Regions from separate parts of the Mus musculus genome. Here region 1 is linked to region 2. The links are chromatin contacts, called in public Hi-C maps. All regions are on one chromosome and are shown on one strand. Each heading gives the region's core, a stretch centred on a gene start, on an enhancer-like site or on the middle of the called end of the contact. The rest is flanking DNA. Distances are from core to core; before and after follow the strand shown.

Region 1 (7,492 bases), core at 3,263-5,762, 92 kb after region 2:
CCGTGGTAACTGTCTCACAGATGTCTCTCTTAGATGGATCTTACAGAAAGCAGAAGTGCAGTCAAGTATCCGGGCATGTTCTGAAGGAGAACTGAACGTGGATGAAGAGTCTAGTTTCACATCTTGCTTCTGTCCACAGAGCGAAGCCCTCGCTTCTGGAATACTTAAGCTACCATCTCAACTTTATGAGTGTCATAGCCGGCCCTTGCAACAATTTCAAGGACTACGTAGCCTTCATCGAAGGGAGACATATACACATGAAGTTGCTGGAAGTGAACTGGACGCAAAGGGGTTTCCAGAGTTTGCCAGAGCCTTCTCCCATGGTGAGTTTTTAGTACTCAGTGTGTTTCTGGGTGGCGGTGGGGGAGATCAGAGAATGGTTTTCTCTTTCAGGGCTGACCCTTGCTACAACTCATTTTAATTAAAAAGTTGTAGCTGGCGGTGTTGCTTGGTGATAGAGCACTTGCGTTAGCATGCACGAGTTCCTAAGTTTGATCCCCAGAACAGAAAAAAAGAAAACAGAGGGGCTGGAGGCTTTACTCACAGGCTAAGAGCACTGGCTGTTCTTCCAGAGGTTCTGGCTTAAATTCCCAGCAACCACATGGTGGCGCTTAACCATCTATAATGAGATCTGGTGCCCTCTTCTGGTGTGCAGGCATACATGCAGACAGAACACTGTATACGCAATAAATAAATCTTTTTTTTTTAAAGATGTATTTATTATTATACATAGGTACACTGTAGCTGATTTCAGACACACCAGAAGAGGGCGTCAGATCTCATTATGGGTGGTTGTGAGCCACCATGTGGTTGCTGGGATTTGAACTCAGGACCTTCTGAAGAGCAGTCAGTGCTCTTACCCACTGAGCCATCTCGCCAGCCCTAAATAAATCTTAAAACAAAAAAACAGTAAACAGCAGTAACCAAATGTCAAATAGCTTAGTAGAAAGCATGTCCAGTCACCCACCCTCTTTGCTTAAAATTGAATATAGGCAATTACTTAGGTTGTTCTCAGTTCCTTGTCATGTCCGCTCACTTATGCCCCAGTCCCTTCCGGGCAGGATTCCATTGCTGAGCCGACTCAAGGGCACCCATTCCTAGGAAGTTGGAAACTACAGACATGTAGAATGACGTTTCCCGGGAGGTCAGAGGAGCTGGGCAAAATGACTGAATCCTGATATTGAAACTCAGCACCTCTTAACTCTGGATATTCTAGTTTGTGTCTCTGTTGCTGTGATAAACCATGATCAAAAACACCTAGAGGAGGAAAGGGCTGATTTAGCTTACAGGTTATAGGCCTGTGAGAAGCCAGAGCAGAAGCTGTAGGCAAAAAGGAAGAACTGCTTAGTGGCTTGATTGTAGGCTCAGGCTTAGCTACCTCTCTTCTACAGTCCAGCCCAACTGCCCAGTGGCTCTGGGCCCTCTTACATCAGTTAGCAATTAGGTAAACGCCCCATAGACATGCCATAGGGCAATCTGGGGGGAAGCATTTCATCAACTGAGCTTCCTTCTTCCCTGGTGACTGTAGGTTTGTGTCAAAGTGACAGCTGAAGCTAACAATGACACTAGATTTAACATTTGAGTCATCTTCGGAAGCTAACGTCACCCACTGTCTGCCCAGGTGTTCCGTCTCAGGTGTTCAGTTACCTGCACAGGGTCCATTATACCAGAAGCCTCTCCCATCTGACTGGTGACGCAAGCGTGGCTCTCTGGCCATGATGCCCTGGAATGGTATCCATTTCCCTTGTGTTTTGGATAACAGCTCTACCTAACTTATGTTGGTAGGAATACAAAAAAATGCTTTCAGATATGTCCCATGTTTACAGTGAAAACTTACAGTCCTCAAGTGTTACATGCGTGCTCTGCATATAAATGCACCACCTAACCTAATCCTATCAGATTTGTGTCTCGAGGCAGGAAATCCACACCTGTTGCCCTTCCTTCTAGGGAAGTAATTGCTGACAGTGTTCTTTAGGTTCTTCATACCTGAGTAGTTACATGGGTTTCTCTCCCCCACCCCCGTTTCTAGGGAGCTGTGATACAGAAGTTGTGTGTGACCTTGATGTCTCTCCTGTTGTTTTTGACGCTCTCCAAGTCCTTTCCCGTCACCTTCCTTATTGATGACTGGTTTGTACATAAGGCCAACTTTCTGAGTCGTCTCTGGTACTTATATGTCGTCATGCAAGCCGCAAAGCCCAAGTATTACTTTGCGTGGACATTAGGTAAGTTTGATGGAGTGGCCCTAAATGAATGAGGAGCGTCGTGGTCCTCTGTATTCTGGAATAGCCAGAATACCAGTTGTATCATTGACTCGTTCTAAAGTCCGATCCTTCACGGGTGGCTGGGAAGCCAGTGCTAATTTTAGTCTTCAACGTTGCGCTCCTCTCTTTCACCCTCCATAACCTGGTTATCAGTGAGAAGCGGGTACCTGGGCTGTTGTTTAAACCCAGTGCTTGTAGCAGCTTCCAACCACTGAACTTGACCATTGCATGCAGCGAGGTGTTGAGAGAAACTTCCAGCACAGTCTGGCTTGCTTTTCATTTTCCAGGTTGTATGCATGCAGGATGAGTTTTATTAGCACATATCGCAGTTCAGGTTGCTCATGGTGACAGGGATGCCTCGGAAGGATGCTGAGTTCAACTTTTCCTCTTTATGGCGGAAAGTTCCACCTCATTGTTTTTTTTAATCACACTTCTTTTTTTCTGCTGGGGAGTGCTGGCCAATCTCAAGGTTTTATATTGTTCCTTTGAAAGAATTTGGGGTGGAGTTGTATAAAGCTTTGCTAAGTAATGAGCCTATGCACTTACAGAGGCTGGTAAAGGATTTTGAATCCACACCGCAGGTTAAGGAATAGCTGCAGATCCTCTTCTTAGTTTGTGTCTTGGGTTGAAAGTTCCTAATTAAAGTTGGCAGATGCAAAATTACTTATTTAAATATTGGTAATATGGAATAGACTATTTTGGCCATTTAGGCATGCAGAACAGCAGTGGCAGGCTTTTCATGACATTATGCTAATGTTGAGAGCCAGCCACTTTGTATTGCCCCAAGCACAAACGTGCCCATTAAGCAATTTTCCCCTGGACAAGGCTATTTCTAATGCAAAAAAAAAATGTATGTATAAGTTCAGTCCAAATGCATTATTTGGCCAGATGCAACACACTTAGAGGTTTTTGTTTTGTTTTGTTTTGTATGTTTTGTTTTGTTTAAGACTGGATCTTACTATCTGGCCTGGAACTCACTCTGTAGACCAGGCTGGCTCAAACTCAGAGATCTACCTGCCTCTGCTGGGACTTAGAGCTGTGAGCTACCACGCCAGCATTAGAGCTGCTTTAGAATTTATGGTGGGCTATGTTTTGTTCCCATTTCTGTTTGGTGTAATTTAGTTGAGTCCTAGGCTTTGTCCTAGGAAATATCTTCTGCATCTCAAGACTGCCATTTTGTGGGGACACAGAACTCTCCATCAGTTGGGCAAGAGGTATCAAGAGCAGCCCCAGTGGCCATAATATGGAGGAAAAATGTTTCAAAAGTCCATTCCCCTCCTTTCTGATTCTGCTGTTGCTTGGGTAGTTAAAAAATGCTGCCTTCTTTGTTTCTGTAGTAGCTAGGCAGTCCTATCTCAAGTAGCTGGGAGTCCGTTTGGATCCTTGCATATATATGTTTTCCCATGCAAAATAGTTAATGCTTTCACTTTGCTCTTCTAACCTGAGTAAGGATGTGTTCAGGCGTTCATCAGTATTGTGCGTGCGTGTGTGCGTGCTTCTGTGAGTGTGTGCATGCGTGCACACATGCATGCTTACCTGGGTGCATGTGTATATGTGTTTATGGAGAGAGGATGGAAGAGAGTGGGCAAGTCTGTTTCTGTTAACTGAGTTCTCTATTTTCACCTGTTTGCTTTCTCTCTTCTTCCCCCCACCCTTCCTGCTCCCACGTTTTATATCTCAGGGATTAAGGGCTGGCTTTGAATTAAATGAGCTCCAGATTTAAGGAGGAAACAAGGCCATTCGGTGGCCTCGTGGGGAGAGTCTGACACAGGTGGGTTGTGCTGACAGGGTCTGGGTGGGAGGGGTGACAGGGGACAGGATGTCTCTGTGCTCAGGAGAACTCCCCAGACTGGAATGTAGCTGTGATTCTTCGGGGCAGCTTTCTCCGTGCACTGAGATGTTTATCTCCCATCCCCTCTGCCCCATCTCTGTTTTCCTGGTTGCATAGTGGAAACACTTTATTAATTTGCACAGCTTCAATTTGAAGTTTTTTTTTTTCCAGTTTTGATTACATGGGCTAGTCTGAAATTAACCTTTGCATTATTTATAAATAAAGAAGCAATGGATAGTCCATCAGGGAATATTTAAATTGCTTAACGGAATAATTGTTTTATCCAGCTCTTTAAAATGCCATTTACATATAATTGATATACTAATAATAAATTATTATAAATTGAATCCTTAAAGCTGGCCTCTCACGGATCTCAGCTGCACTGCGCTATGTAAGGCTTGCTCTCATTACTGTTCCTATTAAATTAGTAAAACTATTTTCTTTGGACTTCACATCCAATCCTGATTCTCTCCAGCTACTTGGTACTAATTAGGGAGGCTCAACTGTAGCGTAGGCTACATTCTAAGGCCCACGAACTCCAAGAAAGGGATATCTAAACAAGTTTGTCTGCCGTAGTAAGTTACGCCATGCATGGAGAAAGGGAAGCTGGCTTGGGGTTATGAGTCAGAACCTCACTCTGGCTGCTCTGAGCCATGATGGAATCTCAGATAAACTTCTGCAGAAAGCACTGTGCAGAACAGGGAATCCTGACTCTCCAAATAGGGTGATTCTGGGAATTAGTCATCTTGAAAAGGAGCTCTTAAGCCTTTAGGATGTGGAATCCGTTCTGACCTACACATTCAGTACTGCCTACCCTGGAATTGTCTGCACATTGAACAACCATCGCTAGCCTCAGTCCCTCTGCATCTGCATTAGCAGAGTCCATTACAATAAAAATGGCCACCACCCTCTCTTGAGTGCTTCCTCAGATGGGCCCTGTACTGTGTACTTTATATACACCGCAACAGCTCTTTAACCTGGGCACCATTGTTATATCCATTTTACTCTTAGAGGACAGGTTTCTAGAAGTTTGTGTCCTCCTTTAGCTTTTGTATTCCTATACTGCTGAGCCTACCTTACTGTCCCTCCTAACACAGCTGGGAGAGTAAATAAGAAATACTCGTAAGGTGTTGGGTACTGAGACCCAGAAAAGTATGCGAAGTCTCATCTTGATGGCCAGTTTGCTGGCATTGAGGAGCACATAGGCTATTGGTAAAGCACACTTCTAGATGTGAATGTAAGGGAATTTGCAGGGAGGAAATTCCAGTCCTGTGTGGCAGCAGCACCACACATTGGCTGAGGGCTCTGGGATGGGAAAGAATGAGGGAGAAGAAGAAAGATGGGGACACAGGCATTTTTGCTCTTTTTGCTTCCTGAGCGCCATGATGTGACATGCTGTCACACACACACACACACACACACACACACACACACACACACACACACATCCCTTCCCTATAGTGATGGATTGCAACATCTGGGGCTGTCCTTGCCTTAAGTTGCCTTCTTAGGGTGTCTTGTGAAAGTCTGACTATCGAAGCTGGTGATCACAGGACACATGCATTCAGCTCTGTGTGGTAGGCCCAAGGTGAAGGACATGGGCCGTCTCGCGGTTGACATCAGTCATTTCTCGACTTGGTCTCACATACGAACTATGAGGCTCCGTTTTGGCCATCTGTTTTCTCTACTGAGTTTCCCTTTAGAGGACAGAGGATGACATGGGCTCTGTCCTTTTAAATCCTTCTACGAGAAACCAGATAGTTTTCAACTGAAGCCAAGCCTAAGATAAGCATCATTAAATCATCAACTATGCTAAAAATAGAGGAGATAATAATAGAACTGTGTTCTCTCTCCTTCCTTCTGTTCCCTTTTCTCTCTTTCCCTCTCTCCACCTCTCTCCCTCTTCATCTCCCCCTCTTTCCACCCTCCCACTCTCCCCTTCTCTCCCTCTCCAGCTCCCCCTCTCTCCCTCTCTCTCCCCTTCTCTCCCTCTCTTCTTTCTCCCTCCCTCCCTCTCTTTCCCCCTCTCCCTCCATCCCTCCCTCCTTCCCTCTCTCCTTCTCTCCAGTTTTGCGGATGGCATTCATGGTAAGTGCTAGACAAGTCCTGGACCACTAAGCTCAGAGCCATCCTTTTGAGTGACTGTTCTGAAGACGGGCTCCTCTCCAGTAGGCTTGGAAGGCGGTCTGCATTTGGACTTGAACTTTTATGGGATGATCCTCAAAGATCTCCTTCAGATGTAGAACTCTGAAGCACTGTGATTTAATTAGAATGAGTCACTAATGAGCACTTTCTTGAAGAGCATAATCTAACAGAATTTGGACGATGATGAAGGAGGAAATTAGTCTGTTGGTCTTCATCATAAGTATAGGAGCTTGTCAGGACTCTAGCTGGTTACAAAACACCTCATTAAAGCATTTTGAGGCAAATTGTTCTTTTGGGGGCCATTTTCTTATAGTTTAGTTAAATAAATAAAGATGGAAGCGGAGGCTTTCAGAATGACTCTGTGGAGAAGATAGCTTGCTATTTTCTTTATTTTGGAGAGAAAATTTTCCTGTGTAGTTCAAGCTTCATTCTTGCTGTGCAGCCCAGAATAATCTTGTACTCTGGATCCTTCTGTCTCTGCCTCCTAAGCTCTGCCACAGCACACCGTGGAGGGTGTTGATCCCCGTGTACTGGTGTGGCGTCCATTGCAGCTGGTTCCCAGTTCTCACCTTGGCTTCTCTACCTTGTTATGGGTTTAAAACTTACATTAATTTCATCTTGTGTTAGCCTGTCATCCCCTTGCGTGTAACATGTCCAGGATAAGATCTTGGTTTGTTTCCAGTACTGGGTCTCTCCTGACATAGCACACCTACCCTATAACACCGGAGATGGTTAATGTTGGCAGATAACTTGGTGGGGTTCCAGATAACTTTGGGCACACTCATCTGAGCATGCCTGAAGTCTTTTCCAAGGAGGTTTAACTGAGGTAGGAAGACCCATCCTGAGTGTGAGTGGTACCATGGTCTGGGCTCCTGGATTGGATAAAATGGAGAAAGTGAGTTGAGAGCCAGCATTCTTCTCTCCACCTCCTCACTGAGGGTGCTGTGTGACCAGCGGCCTCGTACCCCTACTGCCATGCCTTCCCCACCATGAGAAAAATAAACCCTTCCTTCCTTAACCTGCCTTGGTCACATCAGTCTTCCATCTTGAGTGATAACTCTTAGCCTCCTGCCACGTCCCCTACTGAGCTTTGCGTCTAAGCAGTGACATGTTGTGGCCTCTTCTCTTCCTCTAGCATCCTCCCAGCTCTGAATCCCGCTGCCATATCTTCATCTCATTTCTCCACTCCTCCTCTATGCGTCTCTGTCCATTTGATGCTCCTCCAGTCTTGTGGCATATAGCAAGCACTCACTTA
Region 2 (6,699 bases), core at 110-2,609:
CTCTACAGGCACACACACACACACACTCTCTCTCTCTCTCTCTCTCTCTCTCTCTCTCTCACACACACACACACACACACACACAATCTTTTAAAAGGTGTTTGTGTGTCCAGAGGGATCTCTTGGTTCCTGGCTTCCTTTCTCTTCAGTAGGTCCCTGGGTGTTTCTCAGACTTCCAATGTGAGCAGCTACTTTGACATCAGGTTAGATGCAGCAGAGACTGGTAAAGTGCTAGAAGGGTCTCTGTGATGTTTTAAAATGTCTGTTAGTGAGTTGAAAAGGATTTCTCAAGAAACAGAGATACAGAGCTGTTTCAGCAAGTGAAAGACCCGTCATCACGTGGGTAGTAAACAGTAAACAGAAGCTTACTGGAGAGAAACGGCCCAGATGAAAATGAGACAAGTCACAGAAGGAAGCAGAGATAGTGGATTAGGGTGCTAGAAACTGTGGCTTGACCAGAGAAGGTAAAGAATGACAACCTTGGGTGCTGGAGAGATGGCTCAGGACCTGAGAGCAATCTCTCTTGCTGCAGAGGGCCGGAGTTCTATTTCCAGCACCCACATGGTGGCTCACAATCTCCTGAAACTCCATGGACTCTTCCGGTCTCCAGTGGCATCTACTCACAAGTACATACATACATGTAAAGTAAAAAACATATGAGAGAGAGAGAGAGAGAGAGAGAGAGAGAGAGAGAGAGAGAGAGAGGAAAGAGAGAGAGGAGAGAGAGAAGAGAGAGAGAAGAGAGAGAGAAGAGAGAGAGAAGAGAGAGAAGAGAGAGAGAAGAGAGAGAGAAGAGAGAGAAGAGAGAAGAGAGAAAGAAGAGAGAAGAGAGAAGAGAGAAGAGAGAAGAGAGAAGAGAGAAAGAAGAGACAACCAGACAGGGAGCACCAGGAATTCAGAACACAATCAAAGACACAGGGAAGGAGGAGAAGGAGACGCGAAGGAGAATAATAATCTGGAGTGGAGTTTTATGTTTGTGCACACCTGTAATTTCAGTATTTGGGAGTTTAGGGAAAGTCTGGGCTACAGGAGACCCTGCCTCTAAACTGCAAATAAATAAATCTTTAAAATGTAAGCAAAATGAGCGGTGTTGGTTAGCTCTTAGGTCTCTTCTGGCTTCCGGAGTAGCAGCAGGAGCCGGGCCTGAAACTGGAGCACAGGACACCCCAGCTGCCTGGGAGGAGGGTGAGACGGCTTCGGAGGAACCCGGATCGGGCCCGCTGCGCGCCCGGGGAGGGCGGCGAACTGGGGAACAGACTGGGCGTCTCCCGGTCTCCTGCCCCGGGCCGGGCTCCCGGGGATCCGCGCCCATCTCTGCCCGGCTCCTCCTCCGGGGCGTCCCCGGCTGCTGGCCAATGGGCGGCGGGCGGTGCGGAGCGGGAAGCAGAACGTGGGGGCCCTGCCCTCCCAGGCGCGGGGTCCCGCAGCGCCAGGTCCGCGCCCTGGAGTCGGCGCCAGGTTCCCGCGAGGTCCTCAGGAGCCCTCAAGGTGGCCAGTGTGCAGCTCCCGGGCGACAGAGCACCCTGAAGATGCAGGATGGCAGCACGGCCGCCCGCCAGCCTCTCTTACCGTACCACCGGCTCCACCTGCCTGCACCCGCTCAGCCAGCTCCTGGGCATCCCGCTGGATCAGGTAACAGCGTCCCACCCGCTACCCAGACCCTCTGTCTGGGAACAGGATTGCGACCTGGATTCGCTCAGAGCCTAGTTTATGGCTATGAACCCTACACGTGCGAGAGCTTTTTCTTCCCTTTTTTTTCTTTTTTCTCTGAGTTGGCTGCTTTTTCTGCGTGAAAACTATACGTCCACCTAAGCTAGCAAGTTGGACTGAACTTTTAAGTTTTGCTCTGTGATCGAATTATTTAGTGGTGTGATCCATGAACCCAGCATTTCCCCCACCAGTGTAGATAAAAGTCTTTGTGATTTTTAAATTTAGGCGATCCTACTTTAAGAGTAAGTCTGATCCAGCTGGGTGTGGTGGATCACGCCTTTAATCCAGGTCTTCAGAGCCCGGGGCAGGGAAATTGCAGCGAGTTCCCGTCTTCTCTGTCTAGGATGCTGAGGAGAAGCCTCAACTCTCAAACAAAACCAAACAAAAAGTAAAAAGCCTGACTAACCAGATGCGTAGGTCTATAGTATAGTATATGGTGATGACTTTTTTATTCCGTTTGTTGAGACAGCATCTGGCCCTGACTGTCTTGGCACTCACTCTGAAGTTCAGGCTGGCATCGAAGTCTCTTATTTTGTCTAGGCTGGGCTAGAACTGGTGATCCTTTCGCCACAGTGTTGAGATGCTTCTCAGAGGGCCTTACTCAGTTCTCATCCATCCCTGCTGTGCGAAACTGATGAGTAGGGCGGGCCCTGGGAGGAAAAGGGCTGTGGGGACTTCTTTGGAACTGTTCAGGAGTTGCCTGCTACATTAGAGGTAAAACTGGCAACAGTAACCTGGTAGGAATTTTGCCAAAGACAGCTGGAGTGCAATTCAGTGGTAGAGTTTGTAGTATGCTGGAGGGTCTGTCCTGTCTTCTGGCCTCCGTACTGAGGTCAAGAAAAGTCTTCCTGAGGTGTATGTAGTCTTGCCTTATTTCCTTCGGTGCCTCAGGCTATGTCCCCTGTGTAGGATGTAATGGTTTGAATGGATTCAGGCAGGACAGGTTGGAGTAAGACCCACTGCTCTCCTTACTAATCTGTTTCCTTTGAGTTTCCCCAGTTTAGTTTCCCTTCCTTTGCTGGGTCTCGAGGTGCATGCTTGTATTTCCAGTGCCAGGGAAACAGGCAGGAAGATTGCTCCGAGTTAGAGACCTGCCTAGGCCACGGGGAGAGAGTACCAAGTCAGCCTGGGTTACCCAGTAAAACTCCCGACTCGAAAATGCAAAACAAAACAAAATGTTCCTGTCTTCTTAGAGCAGTTTCTGTCCTTCCTATCTTTCTTTCTTTTCATACTAGAGCTACCTGTACCTGCGCCTCTTCTGTTTGCATTCCTTTGACAATGAGGAAGTTGGCCCTGGCTGTTTGCATTACTCACAGGGTTCGCCCTCATCCTAACTCTTAGGTTCTGACTACTACTGCCTTCTCATCAGTTGCAAAACCTTGAGAATCAGGAACTTGGTAGAAGTATCAGATATTGAGTCAAGGTCAGAAGTCCAAGGGACCCTGGCAGGGGCAGGCACAAGAGCGAATTCTTTCATCCAGAAGCCGGATGAATTTGTTGCTGAATTTCCATAGGAGGAGTTCATTTTGCATTGACGTCTCTAATTACTACTAGAACCTATAGTAATTGCATTTTCTTTTGCATAATAATCTATTTTACAATAATATAGAATAGAGTGGGCTTTCCTCCCCTCCCCCCAGCCACCCCCCCCCCATCCCTGACCCAGACAGAAATACATGGATTGGTGAAGGGCAGTTGTGCGGGGAGGAGCTGTTGTCATTAAGCCTCTGGCTGCATCCACGTCCGTCCCCAAACTACAGGGTTTTTGTAAAAGTTACTCTGGTTTTTAGAAGAGACTTAGTACTTTACAGTGTGTATGTGTGTGTGTTGCCTGTTCATGTGTGGGTGTGTGTACATGAGTGTACGTGTCCACCAAGGTCAGAAGAGGGTCTTGGGTCCCCTGAAGCTGGAGTTCCAAGCATTTCTTTTAACCTCAGTGCCATCTATTCAGCCCCCAAAGGAATCCTGGTTTTAATTTATGAAAAAAGGAAAAAAGAGCACTCCAGACATGATAGATTTTACTTCATTCCATAAATGAACTCGGATTATCATGAGATGGATGAAAAATCATGAGGAACACTTGGTTTCTCTGAGATCCTGGGTCAGCCTGACCAACTGGGTCAGTTTGAGCAACTTGGTAAAAATGTTAATCATACGATACCCCAAATCACTTGCTTTCAGCCTGGGGAAAAATCCCAAGCCATCAATAGTGCGATTTGGGGGCAAACTGTGGCAGGAGGTTTGTCTTTGAAGCCCTTTCCCAGTGTCTTAAGATTTCATGTTCCTAACTGGAAAGGGGCTATCCCAAAAGCTGTTGCCTGTATGTGGGATAAGCTCTCTGGCTGGATTGCCTTGTCTGGCCTCAGTGGGAAAGGAGGTGCCCAGCTTCACAGAGACTTTAAGTGTCAGGGGGTGGGGAATATCCAGGAGGAAGCCCACTCAGAGGAGAAGGGGAGGGGGAGAGAGGAAGGATTGTGTGTGTGTGTGTGTGGGGGGTGATGACTGGGAGGGGGGACAGCGAGTGAGATGTAAAGAGAATATGTAAAACAAAGATTAAATATAAAAAGATTTCATGTTCTTGTTTGTAACTTCTAGGAAACTGCATTTCTGTGATTGCCCTCAGTGTCTGGGATTCTCCGCATGAGGAACTTTCTTACTGGGGTTGGAGAGATGGCTGAGCAGTTTTGCCCGTGCTTTCTGCTCTCCCAGAGAAACCGACTTTGGTTTCCTTCACCTGTGTCAGGCAGCTCACAAACCCCAGCTCCAGAGGATCTCATGCCCTCTTCTCCATGGTCACCACATGCAAGAGTCTGCACGCATCCACATACCTACGTTTACAGATGCACACACACACACAGACACACACACACACACACACACACACACACACACACACACACACACACATCAATCAAAAGAAAATCTTTTTAAAAAGTTTCTTATCTCAGTTTCAGGACTGTGCTCTGTGTTCTGGCTTGTGAGGGAAACTCTTCATTGCTGCTCACCAGTGTGCCTGTGTATCTATTCCTCTGGGCAGTGTGAAGTAGGAAGGCTATAGCTTCTTCCTTGGGGGACTTGGCTGATAAATGCAAAACTCTTATTTAAGGAGAGACACTGACATTCAAATGAAGTACAGGAATTGGGGGTGTCTCAGGGTGTCCAGAGTGTGCATATGTTTGCTGAAAACTGTATTGTGGGGTCCAGAGATGGCTCAGTGGGTGAAGTGAGTGCCATCCCAGTAACTCATCCAATGAGAGGAGAAAACCGAGTTCCACAAAATATCCTCTCATGCATGCACACTTACTTGTGTGCCATATAAATGAAGACAGTGTGAAAATGTATTTTTAAATGAGCCATTGTCTGTGTGAACACGGAACTATCTAGACACAGAGCTTCAGTGGCCCAGGAGATGATTCTGAGATTAAAGTAGCCAGGGTTTAGGGGTTGAACACAGGCCTGTGAACGAGGACTCTTGAGGATGGAGAGATGACTCAGTGGTTAAGAGTGTGTGCTACTCTAGCCAAGGACCTACCTGGCTTTGGTTCCAGCACCCACGCAGTGGCTCACAACCATCTTGTAACTCTAGTTGCTGGGGAATCTGACCTCTTCTGACCTCTGAGGGTACAGGGCATGCATGTGCTATACGTACGTACATGCAGGCAAACCACTCATACACATGAAAATAAATACTATTATTGTTGTTATTATTCTTTCCTAAGTGTATTCATGAAGGCCAGCCTTGGAGTCCTGGCACTAGGCTAATGGTGACACAGCAGAAAATTATTACACTGAGATCTGTGACTTTAGGTTTCCTGCAGCTTTCGGTCACCTGGTTGAAGTCCTTGGGTATGCCTGGAAAATCCAGCCTTCGGTTCTGTTCTTATCTAAGTCTTGCCCTATGTTAAAATCTTGGCTCACACTCCACAGCCATTGTTAAATCCATTAAATATTTATTTAATCCTGCTAGTACCAGGTACTTGGCTGCGTGGCGAAATAACATCAAGGTCCCCATCCCAGAAGGGTATCCACCAGTAGAGGAGAGGCCGCACGAGTAAACAGGCAATGTGGATTACAACGATTATAGTTGGCACCTCAGGGGAGCAGGAAGGGAAGCGCTCAGGGCACGTTTGACTCCTGTAAGATTTATTGTGTACAACCAAGGCGCTGGGCGATAGTTACCTTGTATCGTGACCTTGCTGAGTTTGTAGTCTTGATTTCAAAGTCTAGTTTTTTTTTTTTTTTAATGGGTTTAGATTTTGCCTCTCCAAAGGATTTTAGATGTCCACCAAGTGCCTGTTGTTCATAACAGTAGGTGCTAAGGCTGTCAGTTATTAAAGTCCCATGCAGAACACAGTATTTTGATTGCGTGATTTTTTTTTTGGTCCTGGAGACTAAATCCAGAACCTTAAAAACACTAGGGTCCAGTCTCCACCAAAGAGACATTCCCATCACAGGGATCTTGTATTGAAAGGGGACAGAGGTTGGTTGGCCTTTTGGAAGAAGGTGCCTCATTCTAACATGGCTATTATCTGCAGCCTCCAACCTGTGAGCTCTCCTCAGCTCAGGACGGGAGTGAACACCCATCAGGACACAGGACTTCCCACCCCCAGCTCCCTGCTCTCCATCCTTTTCCCTTCTCATTTTTCTGTGATTCAGTCTTTTTTTTTTTTTTTTTCAAAACCAGATCTCTTCCCAGTTAATATTCCTGTCACTGGTGGATGTCAAAAATGACAGGGTCACAGGAAGAAATTAGTCTAGGTAGGCCACAGACCACACCCCTCTGTTGTGTTCTGAGGGTTTCCAGAGCCATGGGAGGTGGTGATTCAAGCCTGAGTAAAATGATGCTAACCCTCAAAGCTCACTCTGGGTGAGGCAGGGATGCATTTCCTGGGTGCCACCTGGACTGACAGAGTCTTCTCCAGGCTTGTTAGCAATGACACATCTAAGCCAGGTGTGGCAGCTCACATCTGTAATTTTACCAGTTAGAGG

What was found. Hi-C and Micro-C count contacts between places; a contact is called where the count stands out from the background.
Region 1: a Hi-C map of uterus shows a contact between it and region 2. The contact joins the enhancer-like site here to the promoter of Mboat1 in region 2. A contact is called at or near these places in 8 of 39 promoter capture datasets (3T3-L1-derived adipocytes, HPC-7-derived erythroid cells, cranial neural crest and 5 more), 1 of 15 datasets of contacts at CTCF or cohesin (CD8 T cells), 3 of 484 Hi-C or Micro-C datasets (the MC3T3-E1 cell line and uterus), 5 of 115 datasets of contacts at active chromatin or transcription factors (CD8 T cells, astrocytes, bone marrow-derived macrophages and 2 more) and 3 of 9 other capture datasets (adipose tissue, liver and pancreatic islet).

What each region holds. Positions count from the first base shown.
Region 1 is chr13:30,224,244-30,231,735 of GRCm38.p6, forward strand. Mboat1 (membrane bound O-acyltransferase domain containing 1) reads left to right here. Exons shown (of 13, transcript NM_153546.4): 7 at 140-323; 8 at 2,030-2,222. Gm40863 (a long non-coding RNA gene) reads right to left here. Exons shown (of 3, transcript XR_873198.3): 3 at 6,584-7,492. Among named protein-coding and RNA genes, the nearest start is that of Gm40863, 7.2 kb to the right of the region's middle. Within about 2 kb of position 4,513, at least 24 of the 459 cell types and tissues checked have an H3K27ac peak or open chromatin away from gene starts, as enhancers often do. A contact at or near this core is called in trophoblast stem cells and uterus, where this site is marked.
Region 2 is chr13:30,135,131-30,141,829 of GRCm38.p6, forward strand. Mboat1 (membrane bound O-acyltransferase domain containing 1) reads left to right here and starts at 1,360. Exons shown (of 13, transcript NM_153546.4): 1 at 1,360-1,632. The coding sequence starts at 1,537.